Regions from separate parts of the Sus scrofa genome. Here region 1 is linked to region 2. The links are chromatin contacts, called in public HiChIP or PLAC-seq maps. All regions are on one chromosome and are shown on one strand. Each heading gives the region's core, a stretch centred on a gene start, on an enhancer-like site or on the middle of the called end of the contact. The rest is flanking DNA. Distances are from core to core; before and after follow the strand shown.

Region 1 (5,282 bases), core at 2,480-4,979, 650 kb before region 2:
AAGTGCTGAAGATAAAAAGGTAAAAGGTAATAGCAATACTGAATCATATCTAAATAGAATATGTGTAAGTGTAAAACTCACATGAAAAAGGAAAAGTTGATCTGTTCTAAACCTTGTCAGGGAAGAGTTAGTTTTGAAGGAGACTAAGAGTGTGTCATAAGGATAAGACAAGGAGGAAGCAGTACGTGTGCAAAGGAAGAAGAGATAGCATGTGCAAAGGCAAAAATGGAGACTGAAAACAGCATGATAGTTAGCGCATTTGTTGCTACATAATATAGGTTATAACACATTCACTGGTTATTTTTTCTTAACTGTGTTTGAGGGAAAGATAGGAAAAGTGATTTTTTTCTTTCCCTTTGGTTAAATAATAAGCATTGAAAGCTTTTTTTTTTTTTTTTTTTTCTTTTTAGGGCCACACCCGCAGCATATCGAAGTTCCCAAGCTAGGGGTTGAATTGGAGCTACAGCCCACCTATGCCACAGCCACAGCAACGTAGGATCTAAGGAGCTCACGGCAACACTGGATCCCCAAGCCCACTGAGTGAGGTCAGGGATGGAACCTGCATCCTCATGGATACTAGTAGGATTCATTTCTACTGCACCACAGTGAGAACTCCAGAAAGATTTTAATTAACTATCATATTCTAATTCTGAGACTTTTATTTTTATTTTTGGCTTTTTAGGGCTGCACTTGCCAGCATATGGACATTCCCAGGCTAAGGGTCAAATCAGAGCCACAGCAATGGAGGATCCGAGCCTCATCTGTGATCTACACCACAGCTCAGGGCAACGCCGGATCGTTAACCCACTGAGTGAGGCCAGGGATCGAAACTGCAACCTCATGGTTCCTAGTTGGATTTGTTTCTGCTGCCACACAACGGGAACTCTTAATTCTGACACTTAATAAGTTGTGGCCAGGCACAGTCTAGAATGGTATTGTCTAATAGAAACACAACAAAAATTACATGTATAAGATTAAATTTCCTATTATTCTCATTTTAAAAAGTTAAAAATTCAAAGTAAAATTAATTTTAAGAACATATTTTCCTTAACTCAATTATGCAAAATATAATTTCAACTTATACTCAGTATAAAAATTACCAATGAGACATTTTACATTTCTATGATAAATCTTAGAAATCCTGAATATATTTTACATCTCAATTCAGATGCTAATTTTTTATCAGAAATATTCAATCTCTATTTCAATTTCAAAAAATTTACATTGAAAAAGTAGATCACATAACTCATGTTTTCCAAACATACTTAGATATTATGCAGTAACTGAATTAAGCGTCAGTTTTTAAATTAGGATTAATTAAAATTAAATAAATTAAAATTCAGTTATTCAGTTTGGTAGCCACATTTCAAGGGATCATCTGACTTGTGGCTACCTCAGTTGAAAACCTTAATTGTAGAATAAACATTAAGTCAAATCACCAGCCTGAAATAAATACTAACAAAATCAAATCAGTCAGCAGACTACCAGGTCGGCAATGGAGTACTGATATTAGGCATTCTGGATTACCTTTAATCTCTCCCTTCTTGGTCCATGTCCGCCCAGACAAGATATAAATGAGAAAAAATAGTGACAGTATCTGGAAAAGACCTTGCAGTCGGCGAGGAGATAGGTTAATTGGAGAAAGCTTAAAGAGTTGATGATATGGAAGCAGATGGTTCTTTAATACTTAGCGACTTATTAGGCCTTTACCCTGTTACTGAAATAAATAAATACGTTCAAGGAATAGACAGACTCAGGGGAATCAGAGAGAATGTCTGGTCATAATAAAGATGAATAGTTCTCTTAACCTTTCACTGTACTCACCCAAAAAACATCCACTATAAACAAAATCCAAAATAAAAGTTCTCATATTTATCTAAAGAAACTTTTTTTGTCCTATTTAGGCAAAATTATAGACACGCTTCTTTCACAAAGTTTAAGTAAATATATGAAAGATTAGTTTTACATTTTAAAGAGCATATTTCATAAGTACTTCTATTTTGTGGACAAAAGTTCCTTGAGGAATATCAAGCAAGTATTCATGATAGACCCAGAATATCCATTATATATTTGCCAAATCTCTTTCAAGTGTGTATTGTATTTTTGGCACTGTGGTAGGCAAGGAAATTTCAACAGTGAACAAGAAAGCCTGCCTGCATGGAATATGTGGTAAGATGTATTAGAGGAAAGGTACTGACTACCATGGAGCATCCTGGAGTAAGTGGCCAGCAAATAAAAATACAGGGTGTCAAATATTGCATGGGACATAGCTATAGTGAAAATTATGTTATTTATCTGAACTTCAAATTTAGTTGAGAAGTTCCCGTCGTGGCGCAGTGGTTAACGAATCCGACTAGGAATCATGAGGTTGCAGGTTTGGTCCCTGCCCTTGCTCAGCGGGTTAACGATCCGGCATTGCTGTGAGCTGTGGTGTGGGTCGCAGACATGGCTCGGATCCCGCGTTGCTGCAGCTCCGATTCGACCCCTGGCCTGGGAACCTCCATAAGGCGCGGGAGCGGCCTCAAGAAATAGCAAAAAGACCCCCCCAAAAAAAAATTTTTTTTAGTTGAGTATCCTGTCTTTTACCTGGCAAAGCTACATTAGAGGGAGAACTTGGAAGTGGAGACAGGGTGAATGGAGAGAAAAGAAACTTTCCTTCAGAAAGTAACTTGATCCTGGGCCATAACAGGTAAGAGGCAGGTAGAAATCATTCCAGGTGGAAACTATGCAAAGCAAACGAAGTCCCAAAGCCAAGTCTAGGAACTGAAAGAAATAAAATAATTAGGGTAAGGAATTAGGAAAAGTGTAGGGAGGAATGCTTTAGAAAGATGAAGCCTGAGGAAAAAACGGAAGAAATTCTTGTAAAGCATTTGTATTTTATCATAAAATGAATGTGGTTCCACTAAAGAACTTCAGGCAGCCTTTCTTGCCTAAGTTGTGAAGAATGGACTACAATGGTACTGGCAGACAGGCCAGTAAGGATGTTACCGATGTAATTCTGGATTTCAAAACAGGCCTTAACAAAGGCAATAGGAAGACAATGGGAAGACAGACCCATTAGTTACACCAGATGGCAGCGAGAGAGGCAACTGCAAAGAGGGTAGAGACTGGGAGGGAGGAAAACCAGGGGAAGCATTAAGGAAACCAATGAAGAAAGGTCAACAAGTCAAATATTTTTGAGGAGGTAAGATAAAAACCGAGAAAGTGTCGCTTAGATTTATCCATAGGGTAATCACCAGTGACCTTTGGCAGGGGCAGTCTCAGAGGAACGGTTGAGGCCAAACTTGGTCACAGTTGGCTGAGCAGAAAGGAATGCTGGGCTAGGAACAGCTGGAGCAAAGCAAGGGTGCTACTTCCTCTTTGCCCTTTTAACTGGTAAGTGTCCAGGGATAGGAGTAGAGTTTGGAGATGGAGCGGTCTGTATCCCAATCAGGCTGAATGGTGCAGCCGTCTGATTGCTAGTGGCCAATCCTTTCCTAGAGCCCTCTTGATTGACAGAGTCGCACGCCAAAGACTGAGCGTAGAACCGGAGGCCACTAGTAACAAGGGGGCGGAATTTCAGGGCAGTAACCCGGAACGGTTTGGGACTCGATTTCCATTGTGAGGCTGGACCTAGGGCGGGCCCTCAGCCAGAATGGCACTACGCCTCAGGCCAATGGATGAGCTTCATTTAACGAGCGCCACCCGCGCCAGCCAATGGTTTAGGGCCGCGGGCGGGCGAAGTTGGTGGGAGGGGAATCAATGAAGCATCTTTTTTTTTTTTTTTTTTTTTTTTGTCACCCCGCCCCCCCCACCTCTGAGGCGACCATGGGGAGGTACTGCCAGGGTCTCAGGTGAGCGTTTGTGTCCCTGAGGAGGCTGCGAGGGAGGGGACGGCTCCGCGGACGGTTGGTGCCAGCTAGGTCAGTGTTAGGACTCTGTCTCCCGCTGCCGCAACGGATCTGGCTCCGTAGCTAGCAGGCTACGTTACTCAAGAGAAATAGCAGTCGCAGCTGCCGCCTGACCTGAGAGGGTAGGGAGGGGCCCAAGCCGCTGCAAAAAGGCTGCTAAAGTTCCCAGGCGCCCTGGGACTCTGATTTGCGGAGAGAGGACTCTCTTCCAGGTTGCCTTACGTCCCAGCAGGTGCAGCTGTTGGCTGTGGCCTAGTCAGGTGCGCGCCCCAGCTCCTAGGTGGCCTCCTGGGAATTCAGCCTTCCTGCATGCTCCCGAGGGGCTGTACCAGAGCGGCCCCAAAGGAAGAGGTGAGGAGTGAGAGGTACTTTATTAATATGGTAACAGGCGACACTTGAGTAAACTTTAATCATTTATCTACCACGAGTTATAGAGAAGAGCATCCTATTCGGCAGGGCGATGAATTTCCTCTAAGAAGATGGTGGCGAGGGTAGGGCTTGGAGTTGGTGGGAAGAGGGAGAGCACACTTCAGAGAGGATTGGGAGGGGGTGGGGGAAAGTTTTTAGATTTTGTGATGTTTTCTTCTTGAACAGCCTAATGAGTTTACCTAAAAAAATGTTTTGGACCCAGAGTTTACTACATGATTTTCCTCAGACTTCTTGATTCCGTCTTATCATGCAATATTTAGGAATGTCGTTCTCAAGTGTTAGTCCCTGAAAAAAAAAATTGCTCAGATATATTATGCCATTGGTGGTACATCACAAGGATTATGTAAGTGAACTACTTATACTTTCCAACCAGTAAAAGAATGACTGTGGGTGGAGTTTCAGGAAAATGGCTCTTCTCTGTGTTTGGGCATGGAAGAACTATGAATTTTTAGAGGTTGCAACTTCTGAATTCTCCTCTGTAAAGGTGAATAAGACAACCAATATAAAAGTGATAGTATTTGACATCTAAAATGGCATCTTTTCATAATTGATGAGGTTTTAGAGCCTCAGCACTAAAAATGTGTGCCTGGCACATAGTAGGAGCTCAGTAAATACTTGAGTGAATTATTGGGTAATTAATGATGAAAACCCAAGCTGAGTACCAAAATGTAGAGGAGAAGACAGAAAAAAAGAAATTCCTAGAAACATACCTTAACTTCTACTCATGTCAACGTAGCTACCAAGTTTCAATTCAGGGTTACTTTGATTTGGCTACCGTCTTAACATTTACCTGTGATTTTCATACAATTAAGTCATGACTGAGGGGAAATCTAAGATACATTTCCATGTCAATTTCAGTGAGGTTACAAATGGGTATTAAAGTGCATTTTGTCAATGAAATAGTTCAACAGTTTAGCATAGAATAGTGAGGCACAGAGGGATATCACCTCTGTAGGACAGAGA
Region 2 (5,731 bases), core at 1,326-3,825:
AGATTTGGAAGTAGATTTTAAACATATGATCATTCTATGCTTATATATGCATATTGTTGTGATTTTTACAGGTTTTTCATTTATTTTATCATTTATTTCTGCTCTACTTTTTGCAATTTTTCCACCATAGGTGAAAATCCTTTCACTCAGGAAAAAAAAAAAAAAGCCAAAGAAAAACTACAGACCTTTTTTTCCTTTCAGGTTCGATTTTCATTTGAGCTGGCAGATGGTAGGGCGCAGATGCCCACTGCCGAAAGAGTGACTTTGACTAGATCTTTCTACCTCTTTCCAGGATATTAAAATAAGTAAGTTGTATCAGTGTCCATGGACAGATGTGTGTAGTGAGGGTGGGGCGAAGCTGGGATAAAACTGCAGAACTACATCCTTGTCAAGGTCTCAAGGTCTAGTATAATCAATGGGAGATAATGAAAGGATGCCTTGATGCTGTTCAGTGCAGACCACACCACATTTCTCTCAAAGTTCTGCCGACTTAGGGAGCCATTCACAAGGTTAGCTGATAAAGATCGAGAGGTGGCCATAAGATGATGAAAGCTCAGTTTTAGATGTTCCTTCCTTTACCTCAGCAGGGCAAATTTAGAAATAATATGAGCTCTTCCCTCTCATGAGTGTGTGTAACCTCTTGATAGAGTGATTTTATAACTTGCATTTCTTTTAGAGGAACTCTTTTTTTATGTTTGTTTTATTTCCTTTTCCTATAGGAAGCCAGGAGTTCTGTCACTCTGTACCTGTTTTGGAATCACGTTAGCAGAAAACAGACATTTGTTTAAACATTCCAATAAATCTGAAATAAAAATGGAAAGCTGTCTTTTTTTTTCCCACCATTCTGAGAAGGAAGGGGGTGGAACTTGGAGCAAGTAATGGATTTGGAGTATTTATAAGAATTGAACTGGCTAATAGCACCATTCTTTGTTTCCAGAAACCATTTGCTCGACTTTCTGCTTTAGGGACACAGATGCAAAATACAGGAGGTACCTGACTTCAAAGTATTTGAAGCTCAATAAGAGAGATTCAGAGACAGTAATGTGATAAATAACTTGTACAAATCTGAGTTTATCACTGACAAAGCCATGATGGCAATTTACATAATTCTATCCCTTCCTTAAGGCATTCCCGGAATACAAAGCAATTTTGATTCAATTCCAGGTACCCAGTAGTTGAGTCTGATTGAGAAGAAAAGAGTCAACAAACTTTTAACACTCACCAGACAGTATAGGACAGCTGTGAACTGAAGTTTGGAACTTGCCATCAGCCTCTACATGGATTAAATCATAAGCTACTGCAGCTGCCGTCCCGCAGTACCCCCTGAGCAGAGCTCAGGGTAAAAATTAGGAGCGAAGCATTCTGTGGTTTGGGAAAACTGGAAGAATAGGTCTTAAGATAGTCACATATTTTTAGAAGATTATATGTGCACAATTCTTGCATCTCCTCATATCTAGAAAAACACTAAGATCTTTCATGGTGATTGATGTCTGCTCCTCGTGACTAGTAGTAACCTTCAGGAGACCAGCAACAAACTTTTGTAAAATGTATGCATGGCTGCATGCACCTCCCCTCACTTTAATCATATCCTGTTAACCCTCCTTTCCTCTGTGGGTGGTATTCAGAGCCACCCTGGCTATAGTTAGGATAAAACAAAGAATGTCTCAGTCATCTGTGAATGCAGTCACCTCCAAGGTGAGAGTTGGTGAGTCCCCCAGGCTGTGAAAACTGGCCCTGATAGCAGAGGTGCAAATCAAAGGAGTGATTTTGGTGAGCCCAGGCCTCTTATGTTCTAGCTCCCTGCTCTTTGTTGCAAAAATTCCTATATATCCTTGCTCCTCAGCTCCTCTCTCGCTTCCGGAGCAGTTTCTCAGGGGTACCTGAGATGCTGTCTCCTGGGCTGAAGTCCTAATTTTGCCCCAAATAAAACTTAACTGTCAACTTTCAGGTTGTACTTTTTTTTTTTTTAAGTCAACACAGCATATGAATAAATCCTACGGTGAGTTGTATGCAAAATGATGTCCCTGTGTGGTGCACTGATAATGAGTTTGGGGTGAATGTTCACTTAACAAAGTTAAGCTTGGAGAGGGCTGAAAGAACTACTCTTTCACTTCTAAATACGAGTCCTTTCTAATCCTAACTCGGTAAAATTGAAGGTGAATTTCTGACCCTTTGAAGACCTTCAAAGTTGAGCATGTCAACAGTCTTATTTTTTTTTTTTTTCCTTTCACTAACTGTTCTTCTGGATATCTCTTTTTGTAGTATCACAAAAGCATTTTACTACAGCCTGAGACTGCTACTATGGTCAGTCCAGAATACAACCAAAGGAAGGTAATAGTCACTCTCCGTGAAAATTAAACGTAAGGGAAGCTTAGGCAGTTAAAGAAAAGCATGAAAGGAGTGGAGACAGGGTTTAAACCTTATTTCCAATAGAAGTTTAAGAGGATAGGGAGATGGGGAGGGGATGCTACCACCGCGATCAGCACAGTTAAAACAAAACGGAAGTTATTTGGGTAATCCTTATCCGGAAGTAAAGAGGACGTGTTAGTTTTAACTCCTTCATGAAATCACTTTTAGATGAGCAGAGGAATACTGAGAGATCAGAAGGAGAAGAACAGAGAGAGAGAGGGAAGTGTGAGGCAATGAGGAAAGAAAAAGAAAAGGGAGAAAACACTCCACCGATCCAAAGTAGGTTAGGCTATGTTTTTTTTTTGGTCAATTTTTTTCTTCCTAGAGGAAGAAATCCACTTGCTGACTACAGGGGACTTCCCGGCAGGGAACCCAGAAGTTCTGAGCAGCAGTTTCCCAATCTATGATTAGAAGTCCCCGCCTCCCGAACTAAGGAAATTAGTAGTTTCATTTTCAAGCCTGTGCTCTCCTCAAGGCAGCAGGAAGGGACTGAGGCTGTTACCTATGGCTGGTGAGTAGGGGTCCTTTTCTAGCGAGGGGTCAGGAACTTGGGTCTTAGAAAACACTTTATTTATTGCTCTATGACAGGCTGAAATAACAAAATGAAAGTGAGCCAATCCTATGCAAGCTAAATTGTTCTCCTCATTAGCTCTGTGTAACTTGAACTGGGGGATACTGGCTTAGAGATGAAGGAGAGTATGGTCTCCATATATCTCAGAGCCAGGAAGAAGTTAATTCCTTCTCTATAGCTTCTGATAATCCAGGTAAGGCGTGGGGTTAAACAGAGTTAAAAGACGGAGTAAGTTATTTATATGTTGAATAACTCTGAAACTGCTAAATACACTCTGAAATCTTCTTGACTCCCTTTTGATTCCACAAACGTGGTTCCCATAAGCCGGCTTCTGAATTCCCACCCCCATTGCCATCTCCTGTATTGAATTATTCTCTTGGTCTTTATAAAGTGACTCCACTGTCTCCCCATTTCTAGCCCTGCTGCTAACAGCTCCATAGCAATATTTCTTGGATTGCTATCACACTTTTTTAACTGGCCTCCCTCTCTCCAGGACTTAATCTCCAACCCACCCTTCCCATTGCTTTCTGGTCACATATCTCATATGCAGAAGCTGAAAAGCATAAGCGATGGAGTCCTTAGCTATTTCTGCAGCTGGTATTCAAGCACATTATATTCCTTTTTTGGTTTCATTTTCCTCATTTGAAAAGGAAAAGTTCAACTAGATCAGTGCTTTCTAAATCTTACAACAAATCTTAATATTCTGTAGTCATTAAAAAAATAGATTTCCCTTTTCTTAACCCTGAATTATTCAAACATAAATAGACTTAAGATTTTATTATCTTTTTTTTAGGGCTGCACCTCCAGCATATGGAGGTCCCCAGCTAAGGGTCCAATTGGAGCTACAGCTGCCAGCCTATGCCACAGCCACAGCAACACTGGATCCTTAACCCACTAATGAAGCCAGGGATTGAACCCGCAACCTCATGGTTCCCAGTCAGATTCATTTCTGTTGCGCCACGATGGGAACTCCAGGATTTTATAATCTTTTAAGATCTATAGACAATTCTTACATAGCTAGCCTAGATTTGTATGCAGATTAGCCTTGTTAGGAAAGATGATCTGTTAGTTATCTTTCAGTTTTTACATTCTAGGTGTCTACTAATGTGATTTTCTTACTCCAAAACATAAAATGGCTCCCTATTGCCTTTTTAAAAAATGACCAAACTTGTTAGGTTTTCCTACTTTCAAAATATATTTATTCACTTTTCCATTAATCCCTCTAAAGCAAGATTTCAAGTTCATTTAAAAAATTACTTTATTCATCCCACTCATACTCCTTGCTAATGACTGTTTTCTTATCCTCTTCATGATACTAATACAGCATTTGGTTTTAGAGTAGTATATTAAATACTACTGCCCATGTCTTTACCCAGATTATTGAATTGGAACCAGGATGTCATTAGATAAGAGATATAGATATGAGAAACTGAAAGAAGCAATAGACAAAAACAAGTAAAGGGATTCAATAAACCTAAACTAACAGGTCTGGTTGCCATTGTTACCTAATTAACAACTCTAAGTGTTTCTCTGGGAATAAATACCTCTGGCACTCTGTCTGGTCTTAAGCATCTGGGAGAATTTTCTAAAGGAAGTGTCATGTCATCTGAGACCTGAAGAAAAACAATGAGCAGTTGGGGAACAGAAACTGCTGTTGTGTGGGAAACTATACATAGGGATTCCAAAGTAAAGGGTTTCTAGAGCCTTAAAGAAGGCAAAGTGTTTAAATGTAATGATCAAGGCAGGTGTAGCAGCAGAGGATGAGGCTGAATGAGAAGGCCTAGATTAGATTAAGCCGAGACATTTCATGGTTAAATCTAGAGTTTTAGAATACTGATTTTTGCTTCATTATGAAGAATAAACTAGAAAGGGACAAGGGTAGATTTATTAGAGTCATAGAGTGATTAAGAAAGGAAGGATGGGGAGTTCCCTGGCAGTCTGGAGAGGAAAGGATCTGGTGGTGTTGCTGCTGTGGCACGGGTTTGATCCCTCATTCTGGAATGTCCCATGCCTCATGTGAGCCTTTTGTGACCTCACCTGCAGAAATTTACCCCAGCTTTCAGAGTCCCTAAATCACTATTCTCTTATGTAACTTCTCATTACGTATCATGTCAAGTAAATCGGTGATTTAAGAATGAGGACTCTGGATTCTGAACCCCTGAATTTGGATAATTTCCTGCCCTCTTACTAAAAACTATATTCTTCACACAACTTGGGTCAAATACTTAACTAACTTCTCTGTGTCTGTTTCCTTTGCTATGTACTAGAAATATTAATATATCTGTTACATAGAGTTTTTATGAACTTTAAGTGAGAAGATACATATGAAGGAAATGAGACCATTGGACTCAATGAATATCAACTATTATTACTGAAGCTGTGCTATGATTACTGTATAGAATAAGACAGAATTTAAATCCTACTTTGTATGATCTAGGCATTTTATTTAAATGATTTGTAAAATAGGGAAAATATTAAATTTCTCAAAGAATTATTACAAGGGCCCAGCAGATTAATATTTGTAAAGTATTTAGTACAAAGACTTGTAATAATAATAATAATATTTACATTGCTTTATATATATTTTTTAATCATAAATGCATAAGAGATAGTAGCTGTTATTAAATGTACTTAGATAATTTTTTATTCACACTTTGTAATGTCTGTGTTTCTTTCTCACAATGGTTGCCCAATAAACATTTATTGAAAGAATACTGCAAGATAACATGAACAATGAGGCTGGTGCTTCTG

The links. HiChIP or PLAC-seq counts read pairs in DNA pulled down with a chosen protein or histone mark.
Region 1: an H3K27ac HiChIP or PLAC-seq map of alveolar macrophages shows a contact between it and region 2. The contact joins the promoter of MSANTD4 here to the promoter of LOC100522887 in region 2. A contact is called at or near these places in 1 of 5 promoter capture datasets (liver) and 1 of 2 datasets of contacts at active chromatin or transcription factors (alveolar macrophages).

What each region holds. Positions count from the first base shown.
Region 1 is chr9:35,838,026-35,843,307 of Sscrofa11.1, reverse strand. MSANTD4 (myb/SANT-like DNA-binding domain-containing protein 4) reads left to right here and starts at 3,729. Exons shown (of 3, transcript XM_005667291.3): 1 at 3,729-3,833. LOC102162684 (a long non-coding RNA gene) reads right to left here and starts at 3,492. Exons shown (of 5, transcript XR_002335618.1): 1 at 3,244-3,492.
Region 2 is chr9:35,182,635-35,188,365 of Sscrofa11.1, reverse strand. LOC100522887 (caspase-13) reads left to right here and starts at 2,575. Exons shown (of 10, transcript XM_003129812.6): 1 at 2,575-2,920. The coding sequence starts at 2,914. It overlaps CASP1 (caspase 1, apoptosis-related cysteine peptidase), which reads left to right. Exons shown (of 8, transcript NM_214162.1): 8 at 202-300. The coding sequence ends at 300.